Regions from separate parts of the Sus scrofa genome. Here regions 2, 3 and 4 are each linked to region 1. The links are chromatin contacts, called in public Hi-C and HiChIP or PLAC-seq maps. All regions are on one chromosome and are shown on one strand. The core of a region is the stretch at or near the end of the contact, and the rest is flanking DNA. Distances in the headings are between cores, read along the strand shown.

Region 1 (2,646 bases), core at 77-2,576:
CAAGTTAAGAATTAGAACTGACAAATAATCTAATAGCAAAATGGATAAGGACGTGGTCTTAAGGCCTGTTTGGAGGTAAAGTACTGATTTTTATTCAGAGCTATAAGTAAGCAAAAGCATAATTTGCGCCCCTAGATGTAACGCTTGTGAAGTTTTGCAAGAATCAGCTTTTTTAAAATATAAACTGCACGATTTTGACTTTGAATTTGCCTGATCTATTTTAATGACCAAGTAATCAAGGATTTGTTGGCTGACCCTTCAAATTAATTTGACAACTGGTGTCAGTAATGCCCCCTCCCACACAGGGCTTTTGTGAGAATTAACTGTGATCATTCTTAGGAACCCAGGAGAAGGGGCTGGAAACCGTGGAACTTAATTATTTCCCTTCCCCTTTTCCTCTCCTTCTACCAGGCTACTTAAAAGCACAAGGCGTCTCAGATGCATTTTTGTATCCCAGTGTTTGTCACAGTGTAAGAAAGTAGGAGGGAAGAAGGGAAGAGGGAAGTGAGAAGAGGAAGGAAGGAGGAGAGGAAAAAGGGAGAGAGAGAGGGAGGAAGGGCTGGAGGAAGGAAGACACAACAGTCCATAGCAAATTTGGCGGTCCCCTGTCCTCGGTGCAGTTCCTCCTATGGCCACATGATGGCGGCATGAGCCTGGCAGCGCCCCTGCGCTCTCAAGTCTGCCACTTTTCAATGGAGCCTGGGCGTGTTTGTGTTTGTGCCTGCGAGTCAAAGTTACGCCCAGCCTCAGCAGTCTCAGCTGAGCTGTAATGCAGGTCGACACAAACATCTTCAAGGGGTTCACGGTCTTTCTTTCTAGAAAAATCCCAATAGGAATTTGATAGTAAAAAGGACCTTGTGGTCGTTTTAAAACGAGGAGGTTTTCCTCAATACACAGCATCTGCTCCGCTGGGTTTGCAATCTGTGTGCAGGTACTGCAGTTAATGAGACACCGGCTCGCTGCTCCCAGGGCCCGGCTGGAGCAGTCAGCTGGTAGAATGATGGGAACTGCAGTCAGCAGCTCTGCACCAACACGCCCGGGGATGGAAAATGTGATTTGTGACACAGCAGCTTGGGAATAATAATGAAAACATAATTGCTCCAGGCGGATTGCTCTGTCTTTCAATTGCAAAGCTGCTCCACTTCATATGAGAGAAACTGTAGTTCTTAGCTTTTGTTTCTCTAGGATAACCAGAGGCACACCCAGCAACCGTTCTTCTGCCCCCGGTTACTTAGATGTTTATTTGAACCCCAGTGAAAGGCTGTCCCCTAAACAGAAGGAATCTGCCTCAGCTCCAGGCTCTTTGTGGCAGCTGTCTATTCAAGCAGAACCACCCAAGTCATGGATGTGGCTTTCAAACATGTCCATCCCTTCCTCTGCTACCAGCACATGCTGTTGTACTGTTCCTTTCTTTCTTCCTTTCTTTCTCTTTCTTTCTTTCTTTTTCTTTCTTCCTTCCTTCCTTCCTCCTTTCCTTTCCTTTCCTTTCCTTTCCTTTCCTTTCCTTCCTTTTTTGCCTTTTGAAGAAAAAAAAAAGTCCTTGCATATGTACTTCCTTTTATAGTTTACACACATTTCTCGTTCTTCATCACAACCCAGGAAGGAGGCAGAGGTTATCAGCGTGATCTTGCAGACAAGGACACCAAGAATCAGAAAGATGCAGTGATGTGTCTGGAATCTCCATTCCCCAGCTCAGGGGTGAAGAAAGGAGGAGTCCAAGGTGTGTAGCCTGGGTTTGAGTCCCCTTCAGCCACTCTAAGTTACCTGACATCTCTGAGGTTCAAGGTCCTAGTCTGTGAAAGGAAGAAAAAGATGCCAGCTGCTTGGGAATGGGGGAGGACCAGATGAGATGGTGCCCCGAACACCTGCTGTGGTGGTGTTGGGGGGGGTGAGTGGAAGGCTGAGTGTGAGGCACCTTTTTACACTCTTTCCCACCCTCCCGGCCCCGTATTCTGTGCACTGTTCCATGCAGTTCCAACAGCCTGTGTGCCAGGGGAGGTGGAGCAGCTAATCCTCCTTCCCCAGGCTTCTCTGGCTCACTGTACAACTTTGCTTGGCTTCTAAGGATGAACTGTTCGAGAGGTTAAGGTTGGAGGGGCCACTCCTGACCCAAAGGGAGCTGGCACTGTTGGATAAACGTTTCCCCTTCTCATTCTCCCAGGTGAATGGTTCTGAGACATATTTCACTCCCAGTCAGTCACTCCCAGTCATGCCCGAACTGATGCTCACGTTTCTTCCTTCCTATTTTACTCACTGGTGCTTCACTCATGGTCTTGGGATTGCTTCCAAAATAAACTACCTTGGTACAGGCTCTACCTCAGGCTCTTCATTTGGGAACTAAGGCTGGCACAAAGTGGGAGAGAAGCCAGGTCCCTGACACTGGGGTCAGGAGTCCATTTACCTAGGCGCGCACACACACACACACACACACACACACACACACACACACCCTGCTCCATATCTAGAGCGAACAGATGGAACAAGGGGTAAATTTGATGAGCTCTAAAGGATTTCCGGAGCATCTCATAAGTTGGTGGTCCCCACAGGGCAGGAGTATGCTTGCTGGGTCCCTAAAGGACCTGAGTTCCTGTGCATTAACGGACATTAGTATCCAACCCCAGATGCCCCGGCTGTAGCAACCACCTC
Region 2 (2,646 bases), core at 106-2,605, 240 kb after region 1:
TCTTAAAGATTGAGTGTACTTAGTGGCTTATTGAGAGCGTCCACAGGCATTTATCCCGATTGACCCCTCAACAAACCTAGACAGGACAGGAATTCCTTCCTGCCAATCCATAAATGAGGCTACTCTGAAGTGGTTTTTTTTTTTTTTTTTTTTTTTTTATCCTTTGTGTTTCTAGGGTGGGAGGTATTATAATATTCTTTTTTTCCCTCCTCATTTCCTAAAGTAAAGATAAAAATTGAGCGTGGGTATGTTAAGTGATTTCACCCAAAGTCAGTATGATATAGATTCACCTGGTAGAGAAAAATCTTCTTTCTTTCTCTAGAGTGGAACCACAAACCTTAATACCCTTCGGGCTTATGTTACCAAGTGGGAACAGAAATGAAGCAGGCTGAAATAAGATACCAAATGGCCTCGTGTTGGGAAGGCAGTAGGGAGTGGGTGCAGCCTGCAGAAAGCTGGACCAAAGTATGGCTTAGTTAAAAGAGAGTACCAGCCCCTCAGCTCCAGCCAACTGTTGCCATGCAATATTAGGCTCAGAGTTTTCATCAAGTCCAATTTCTTCAATAGAAGCTATAGATCTACATAGATCTATATTTTATACAGAACCATCTCGATTTGAAAATATAAGCAACTAACTTGAATGTAAAATATTTTTGACTCAGCACCATACAGTCCAAATAAATACACCTCTGATCCGCATGCACTAGAGACAGGATGCATCCTGCTCTCATACACTGTTTCAAACCAAATTAAAGCCACTTATGTATACTTTGAATAAACATTGAGGTGCCGTGATTATAAGCATGTACTCCTGAACTAAATGATCTGAGTTCAAGTCCTAGCTCTGACATTAACTGTGTGAATGACCTTGGACAAATCACTTTACCTTCCTTATACTTGTGTTTTCTCACCTGTAAAATGGAGTTATAACAGTACTTACGCCTGTGGATAGCTTTCAGTATTAAGTGACTTGACATAAGTAAAACATTTAAAACAATTCCTGACACATAATAAGAGCTATGTAAGCTCCAGTGTTTATTAGAACTCTCATCTCACTATGAATGTCTCCTCGAAAAATATCTTTCCCCATATAGCAACTTAGCCTCGTTTATAGTCGCTCTGGAGTCAGTGTTTGTGTCATCTTATCATACACTCCGTCTGTTTAGTTAGCCTGAGGTTCTTCTGTTTATCCTGACCCTGGTGAAAACAAAGCAGCTTAAATCCAGTCCTCAGGGAGCTCACAATTTAACTGGGAAGGATCACCCAGTTTCCCCAGAACCTAAGCCAGGCGTCTCTATTCACAGCTGCACTGAAAAGCTTCCTTCCTGGCTTGTGTCTCCAAAAGGGGGACGCTATTGCAAGGTCTCTAAGAGGAAGGAAAAGGGGCCTTGTTAATTAGCTTTCTCTTTTGAATGACGCCATCGCAGACCTGATTCATTTCCATGAATTGAAGGAAAAAAAAAAAGTGGAGGGGGTGGCAGGCTCTCTGTGAAGGAATGAGTGAAAACTGGCAGGAGAGCACAGATTAGAAGAAAGCTGAAGTTGGAGAAAACAGCCATGTGAACTTGGCCGTCCACTATGACTCACGTTTAAGCCAGGAGATGACATCAAAAATCTAAATTTAAAATGGAGGCGGCAAAATGTCTGCTTCCCTGATTGGAAGCTGGAGCCCAAGAGCGTGATGGGGGATGTTGGTCTGATCCTCAGTGTTTCAGAAGGTATCGAGTGGCGCATCTGGAGTTTTTCCTGAAAGGGTCTCTTGTTTGTAGACCTATTTGCCTCTGTGATATTCCTTCCTGTTTTCAGACCACTCGTGTGTGTGCGTGTGTGTGTGTGTGTGTGTGTGTGTTGTGTTTGTGTGGTATGATACCCATATGAAATTACACAACCCGAGGAAGGCTATTAAATATATACCGTTATCTCCTGGAAGCTTATAACATGACATCAAGCAAGGACCCAGATCCATAGAGTTGGGAGCCCATAGCATTTCTCTAGTACTTTCTATGTGCCAGGGGTAGTATAAATCCATTTAATTTGTTACGTATCTACCCTCAAGCCGGTCCTCTGAAGGATTGTTATGAATTCCACACTATAGATGCAGATACGTCTACTAATTTCACACAGCTACATAGCTACTGAGTGGCGCTTCTTGAAAAACCTATGCTTTTTTCATTGCCCCATTTACCAGAAAAAAAAAAAAAAAAAAAAAACGGAAGAAGAAGAAGAAGAAGATTTGTGCTGTAAACTCTGTAAAAAAATTCATAATAAACAAGAGTTCTTGTTGTGGCTCAGCAAGTTAAGAACCTGACTGGCATCCATGAGAATGTAGGTTCAATCCCTGACCTCGCTCAGTGGGTTAAGGATCTGGCATTGCCACAGCTGTGGCTTTGGGTCACAGATGTGGCTCAGATCTGGCGTTGCTGGGCTATGGCATGGTGGCTATGGCTCTGATTTGGCTCCAAGCCTGGGAACTTCCATATGCCTCAGGTGCAGCCCTAAAAAAAAAAAAAAAAAAAAAAAAAAAAAAAAAAAAAAGGCAGAAAAAAAAAAAGAATAAACAGAAGCCTCAATTAAATAGAGAGTAGAGACCAAAGGGGGAGCTCTCACACCCCATGACCATAGAGCCCCAGGGGAAGAAGAAAGACT
Region 3 (2,646 bases), core at 55-2,554, 200 kb after region 1:
GTTTAAATATTTTTATCTTCTCTACTTAGTGTAAGCTCCAGGACTTTGTCTTAGTTACTGCTTCAGTGCTTAGAGCAGTGCTGGCTCAAATAAAGCCCCTGAATTATTGTCAACAAAATAGTGACCCTGGCCATCATACAAATAATGTTTAGTTAGATAATTCACTCGCTAGTTGTATCTAAAATGTTGTATTCCTAGTGTGCTTGATCTAAGTAACTTTAGCCCTTTTCTCCTACTCAAGAAAGCATCATGGTGAAATGTACATCTCTCACAACCCACTGGAACACTGTCTCCATCTGTGGTCACAGTCCATTGGGCTATGATTGAGTTGCTGACACAGGTTAGCCAATTAGAGAACTTCCCAGGAACTGTTGAAACTGAAATGCAGAGAAGAGATGTTGATTTTCAATGATGACAGAAGATAAGGCCTACGAAGCTCAGAATATTGGTACCCCATTCCCTACCCTGTTAGAAGCCAACCTAGTGTAGCAGGGAAAGAAGCTGGCTCTTGGAGAGAAACAAGAAACAGAGGCAAGAGTGAGCAGCTCAAATCACAAGTCTACTGGACCCCAAGGCCAGGTCATCTTGTCCAGCCTGTGGTTATACAAGATCTCCCCAGGATTCTCCCCCATAAATGCCCCTTTTTTGACTAAGTTAGTTGAAGTAGGTTTTTAGCATTTGTTGTAAAGAGATTACTGACCAATATAGAAATCAATGGAGTGAGAGCGATATGGAAATTACCTGACATGTGGACGTGCAGGGGGCACTCAAACATCTTCATTGACTTGTCAAATAAATGGAAAAAAGAGTACTTCTATATAAAAATAAGAAATGACAATGCGGTTGAAAATAGCTGTATCTGTCCCATGTGATTTTTCCCCATAAATTCTATTCTACATGGCAGGTGAGCCATGTAACCCTTGCGACAGAGATGGGAGCTCCACTTGAAACAAGACCCACCATTACACAGGCTTTGGCAAGATCAAATGCTCAGAAACCTATTGAGAGGAGATATTTGGCAGATGAAGGGGCAAACTGGCATTTGCCAAAAGAGCAAAGGACAGGACAGAAGCCTCAGAATAAAGTTGCCATTTCTCAGGGTCTCCAGCTGTGCCGAATTCAGGAGCACGTTGTGCATCCATGTAGCTCTTGAGGAAACCACACACGGCCCCTGACGGGAGGACACATCCTGAACTATTGTGGGTGAGAGGATCCGAAACAGAATGTACCAGGCAGTGTGGCAACATCCCGCCCAGTCGCGAGGGACACCACTCCCCACCCAGAGATTAAAGCTGCCCAGTCAGAGGCCCTGCATCCAACCAGCACCCCCTGCAGGGACTGCGGAGACAGGACTGCATTGGAGGCAGCAACTTCATGCAGTTGTCTGGCAAGAAAACAAGCAGATTCTCCTGCTTGGATGACATCAGTAAGAGGCACACGATCCAACCTGGCAACACTTATTCAAGAAAGAACGGCTGGATGTGGTGGAGACAGTCATAGGAAAGTGAAAGAGCCCAAACATTTCATGAAGCCAGCTGTTTCTACTGCCGAAAATAAAAATAAAATTTCAGGAGTTCCTGCAATGGTGCAGTGCGTTAAAAATCTCACTGCAGTGGCTTGGGTCGCTACAGAGGTGCAGATTCAATCCCTGGCCTGGGAATTTCCATGTGCCATGGGTGCAGCATAAAATTAAAAAATACAAATAACATAAAAAATTTAAATGATGTAACGTTCAGTTTTAATGAATGCATCTGAAGCCATTTGCAAGCTCTAGATAGCCTGTGGTCATTGCTATGGGGGCGGTGTTCTTGATTTAGTGTTTGCTGTATCTTGTAACCAATATTTTTAAAATTGTGTGATGTGATTGGGAGTGAACTGGACTTGGATATTTGAAAATCTGCCCCTTACCCTTTCGGTAAATTTGTAGAAGTCACTCAGCCTCTCTGAACATCGTGGAAAAAAGTGTGGTAAGAATATTTGTCTTTCACCATCCCATGTCAGAGTGATTGCTGATAGAATAAAGTGCTTCTGTAATGAATGAAGCAAAATTGTGGAACACGAGTGTCCATATAGGATCCTGGGATTCCTGATGGCGACATGAACTTTAGTCCAGAGAAAAGACAACTAAAGAGAAGACTATGAAAGATTCTAGAAAGTCGGAAGTATTAGTAATAACAATGGTAGTAGCCAAGGTGAAGTAAGATGTCTTGACATGGCTAGGAAGGAAGTGATAAGAGCTTGAACTAAATAACTACTTGATGAAATCTGTTGGAAGGCTTCCCTTTACTCATGAGAACAAAAACCAAAACTAATATGGTCTCAAAGTCTCTCATTGGTCCTATCCCTACCCACCTGTCCAGCTCCCTCGCTCTGTGTTCCAGCTGCCCAGGCCTGCCTCCAGGCCTCCAAATGTTACTTAGTCCTTCTGGATTCCTAGCCTTTGCCTGAGCTTCCCTTTGCCTCTCTGCCTTCTAACCTCCATTCACCAGGTTGACGTCTACTCATTCATTTCAGATAAAACCATGTCTTGCCATTAACCATTGACATACTCTTGACACCTTGAAATTTTTTTCACAGTTTATGGCATGGCATGGTTGCAGACAGCCCTTTCCCCCATGTACACAAGACCCTAAGCTACATGATTGA
Region 4 (2,646 bases), core at 68-2,567, 130 kb after region 1:
AGTCTGAAGTAAACCTCTGGGTCTATATCAAAAGATCTAACATATATTGAATTGGAGTCAGACCAAAGGGTATAATCAAGAATAGCATAGAAATTTTATTTTTAAAAAACTGCTAAAAATTCCTCAATTTCATAAAACACTTAAATTTATTGATTTATGAAGCACAGTAAATCTCAAAACAGGACAAATACAAAGAAAACACATAGGCACATTATAAATAAACAACTGAAAACCAAAGATAAAGATAAATCTATAGATCAGCCAGAGAAAAAGAATGCATTGCTTTTAAGACAGCATTTAAGTGACAGCTGACTTCTCATCAGACACTATGGAGGTCAAAAGACAAAAACATGATCTTTAAAATGCTGATAAAAAAGAAAAAAACCTGTCAACACAAAAATCTGTATCTAGTGAATCAAATAAATATGAAAGTAAAATATTCTACTGGAATTTCATCTATGGGTAGTCTCCAGAATCAACAAAAGGGAGAAACAGCCAAACCTCAGGAATAGTAACCAAGGAAATAGAATCTCACCAAGGAATGTTTTAAAGTTGATATTCTTTCGGCTGCCTTTTGTACAAATGTGACTTCACTAAACACCAGAATATTAGGGTGACAGAGAGAGGAGGGGTATGTTTTTATCTAGTGGCAGCTCTAGAAACTTGGGTGGTAAAGAAGTAAAGCCTCCAATTTCAACTTCAGGGAGGTGCTGTGACACAATGTAAGGTGCATGGGCTTTGACAGTGGACATGTCCGGATCTGAGTCCCAGCTCTGCTGCTTATTAACACTGGTACTTTGGAGAAGTTACTGAACATGCCTCAGCATCAGTTACAAGATGAGCTCGGTTGACACGAGGATTAGAGAAAATGTAGACAAAGCACCTGGTACATGGTAGGTAGTAACTTCCATGGGTTACACCAATCTTTGAGTCATCAACTATTGTTTATTTCACTTCCCACACTTTTGGGGAGGGTTCCTTGGATACCACCTGTGTACTCCCTAAGTGTTACCCAATGGTACCCTAGGGGTCAAAACAGGTTAATACTCTTCCTAACATGTCCTGTCCTTCCAGAGATTAAATAGAGGATTTATCAGAAGGCAAGGGAAAGTAGCCTTTAAAAGAAAAGTCATTAGGAGCTGGCCTACTGGTTGTATTCCAGCAAGAAGGATGAGTCACCTCTTCCCTGCAAACATGTATGTGTAAATACAGGGAAAAGTTAAGCAACTCTCTACTCTTGCCTTATTCTGCTGTGGCCCTAACCTGCTGCCATAGTAGCAGCTTGTGAAATGGTGAAAAATGCAATGATCGCATGACCTAATTCAGGCGTAATGCCTCAAGTGGGAAACATGTGTGGGCCTCTCTCTTTCCCACGCAGAGCCTAGAACAATCAGCAGGGATTTTGAAACAGGTCCCTGTGGAAATGAATCCAGGGCTGTACACCTACTCATTACATAACTTGAGGTTAAGGAAGCAAAGCCCCGTGGAGGGTGTGCCTGGGTATGCAAGCCAGAGAGATACGCACAAGATACCAGAGCCCTACCCTAGCCTGACTAAGCAGAAAAAGAAAGCTAGAAATGGCTTCTTTATCGCAACTGGCCAGAATGTTCTCTTCTGAGGAGGGCCCAGTGAGAGAAGGGAAGAGGTTGACATCTGGGAGCATCGACTATATGTTAGAAAACAGGCTTGATGATTTTGCTAGTGTACCTCAGGTTTCACAACAGTTCCTGTTTTTTAAGCTGAGCATTATGAGGTCACAATCCTCAGGTCATGGTGAGAAACTGAAGCTCAGAAAAGTGAAATCAAATTCCTGGTGAATGGCGGGGATGAGCTCACAAGTGATCTCTATGTGAACATAGATCCACGATTTAGCTGTCCTCTTGCTGGAGTGGGAAAGGAACACGGCCAGGCTCTAGTTCTGTTTGGCTCTGTCCCAGCAAGGGACAGTGAGATGAGAAATTGCCATTGACCTTCGCGTTATGGGCATCCACAGCCCACCAGGAATGGATTTGCTTTCAGCTGTATATTTTTTTGGAGGAAAAAAAAAAAAAAAAGTGTGTACCACCCCTAGTGTCCAAAAAGGAGAAGGGGCTTATGCATTTGTTACAAAGAGTAAACATTGGAGGTTCCTAAGCTTACCTTCATCTTTGCACAGAATTCTCAATGAGAAAGAAGACAGTAGACTCAAAAGCTTAAGGTCTTTGCAGTATTATCCAGGTACAATAAGTTCTTTTCTTAATATTTATTTTTCAATCTTGACAATGTGATGATCATGAAAGGATAATTTAGCCATTGTGTACTGTCCAATCAAACCAAAGAATGGGTGGTCCACATTTTAAGATATTTTTTCCTGCCTGTATGCATTTATTTGCTTATTCAAACACAATAAATATTTCCTGATTGTTATATGTCAGCCCTTATGGTCTTGTCGGAAATGGCAGAGATCACTAAGGCATAAACGTGTCCTTAAGAGATTTTTAGTCTAGTAGTGAAAACAACTTGACTTGGACATGATACAGATACATGCAGGACATTGGGAGAAGCCAGAGGGCAGGCTCCTCCAGGGGTGGAATCTGACAGTTCTTCTAAGAAGTGATAACAGTTCTAGAGCTGCAAGACAGGGGACTGCACCTGCTGGACCCAAGG

The links. Hi-C and Micro-C count contacts between places; a contact is called where the count stands out from the background. HiChIP or PLAC-seq counts read pairs in DNA pulled down with a chosen protein or histone mark.
Region 2: a contact with region 1 is called in an H3K27ac HiChIP or PLAC-seq map of skeletal muscle, with 3 times the contacts expected there. The contact joins two enhancer-like sites. A contact is called at or near these places in 1 of 5 promoter capture datasets (liver), 3 of 47 Hi-C or Micro-C datasets (embryonic fibroblasts, liver and undifferentiated spermatogonia) and 1 of 2 datasets of contacts at active chromatin or transcription factors (skeletal muscle).
Region 3: a Hi-C map of retroperitoneal adipose tissue shows a contact between it and region 1, with 2.2 times the contacts expected there. The contact joins two enhancer-like sites. A contact is called at or near these places in 3 of 47 Hi-C or Micro-C datasets (mesenteric adipose tissue, retroperitoneal adipose tissue and subcutaneous adipose tissue).
Region 4: a Hi-C map of embryonic fibroblasts shows a contact between it and region 1, with 4 times the contacts expected there. The contact joins two enhancer-like sites. A contact is called at or near these places in 3 of 47 Hi-C or Micro-C datasets (adipocytes, embryonic fibroblasts and fibroblasts).

The regions. Positions count from the first base shown.
Region 1 is chr4:13,182,146-13,184,791 of Sscrofa11.1, reverse strand. No RefSeq gene overlaps it. Among named protein-coding and RNA genes, the nearest start is that of FAM84B, 260 kb to the left of the region's middle. Within about 2 kb of position 1,326, at least 22 of the 83 cell types and tissues checked have an H3K27ac peak or open chromatin away from gene starts, as enhancers often do. A contact at or near this core is called in retroperitoneal adipose tissue and skeletal muscle, where this site is marked.
Region 2 is chr4:12,945,495-12,948,140 of Sscrofa11.1, reverse strand. No RefSeq gene overlaps it. Among named protein-coding and RNA genes, the nearest start is that of MYC, 490 kb to the right of the region's middle. Within about 2 kb of position 1,355, at least 14 of the 83 cell types and tissues checked have an H3K27ac peak or open chromatin away from gene starts, as enhancers often do. A contact at or near this core is called in skeletal muscle, where this site is marked.
Region 3 is chr4:12,985,804-12,988,449 of Sscrofa11.1, reverse strand. No RefSeq gene overlaps it. Among named protein-coding and RNA genes, the nearest start is that of FAM84B, 460 kb to the left of the region's middle. Within about 2 kb of position 1,304, at least 3 of the 83 cell types and tissues checked have an H3K27ac peak or open chromatin away from gene starts, as enhancers often do. A contact at or near this core is called in retroperitoneal adipose tissue, where this site is marked.
Region 4 is chr4:13,053,197-13,055,842 of Sscrofa11.1, reverse strand. No RefSeq gene overlaps it. Among named protein-coding and RNA genes, the nearest start is that of FAM84B, 390 kb to the left of the region's middle. Within about 2 kb of position 1,317, at least 15 of the 83 cell types and tissues checked have an H3K27ac peak or open chromatin away from gene starts, as enhancers often do.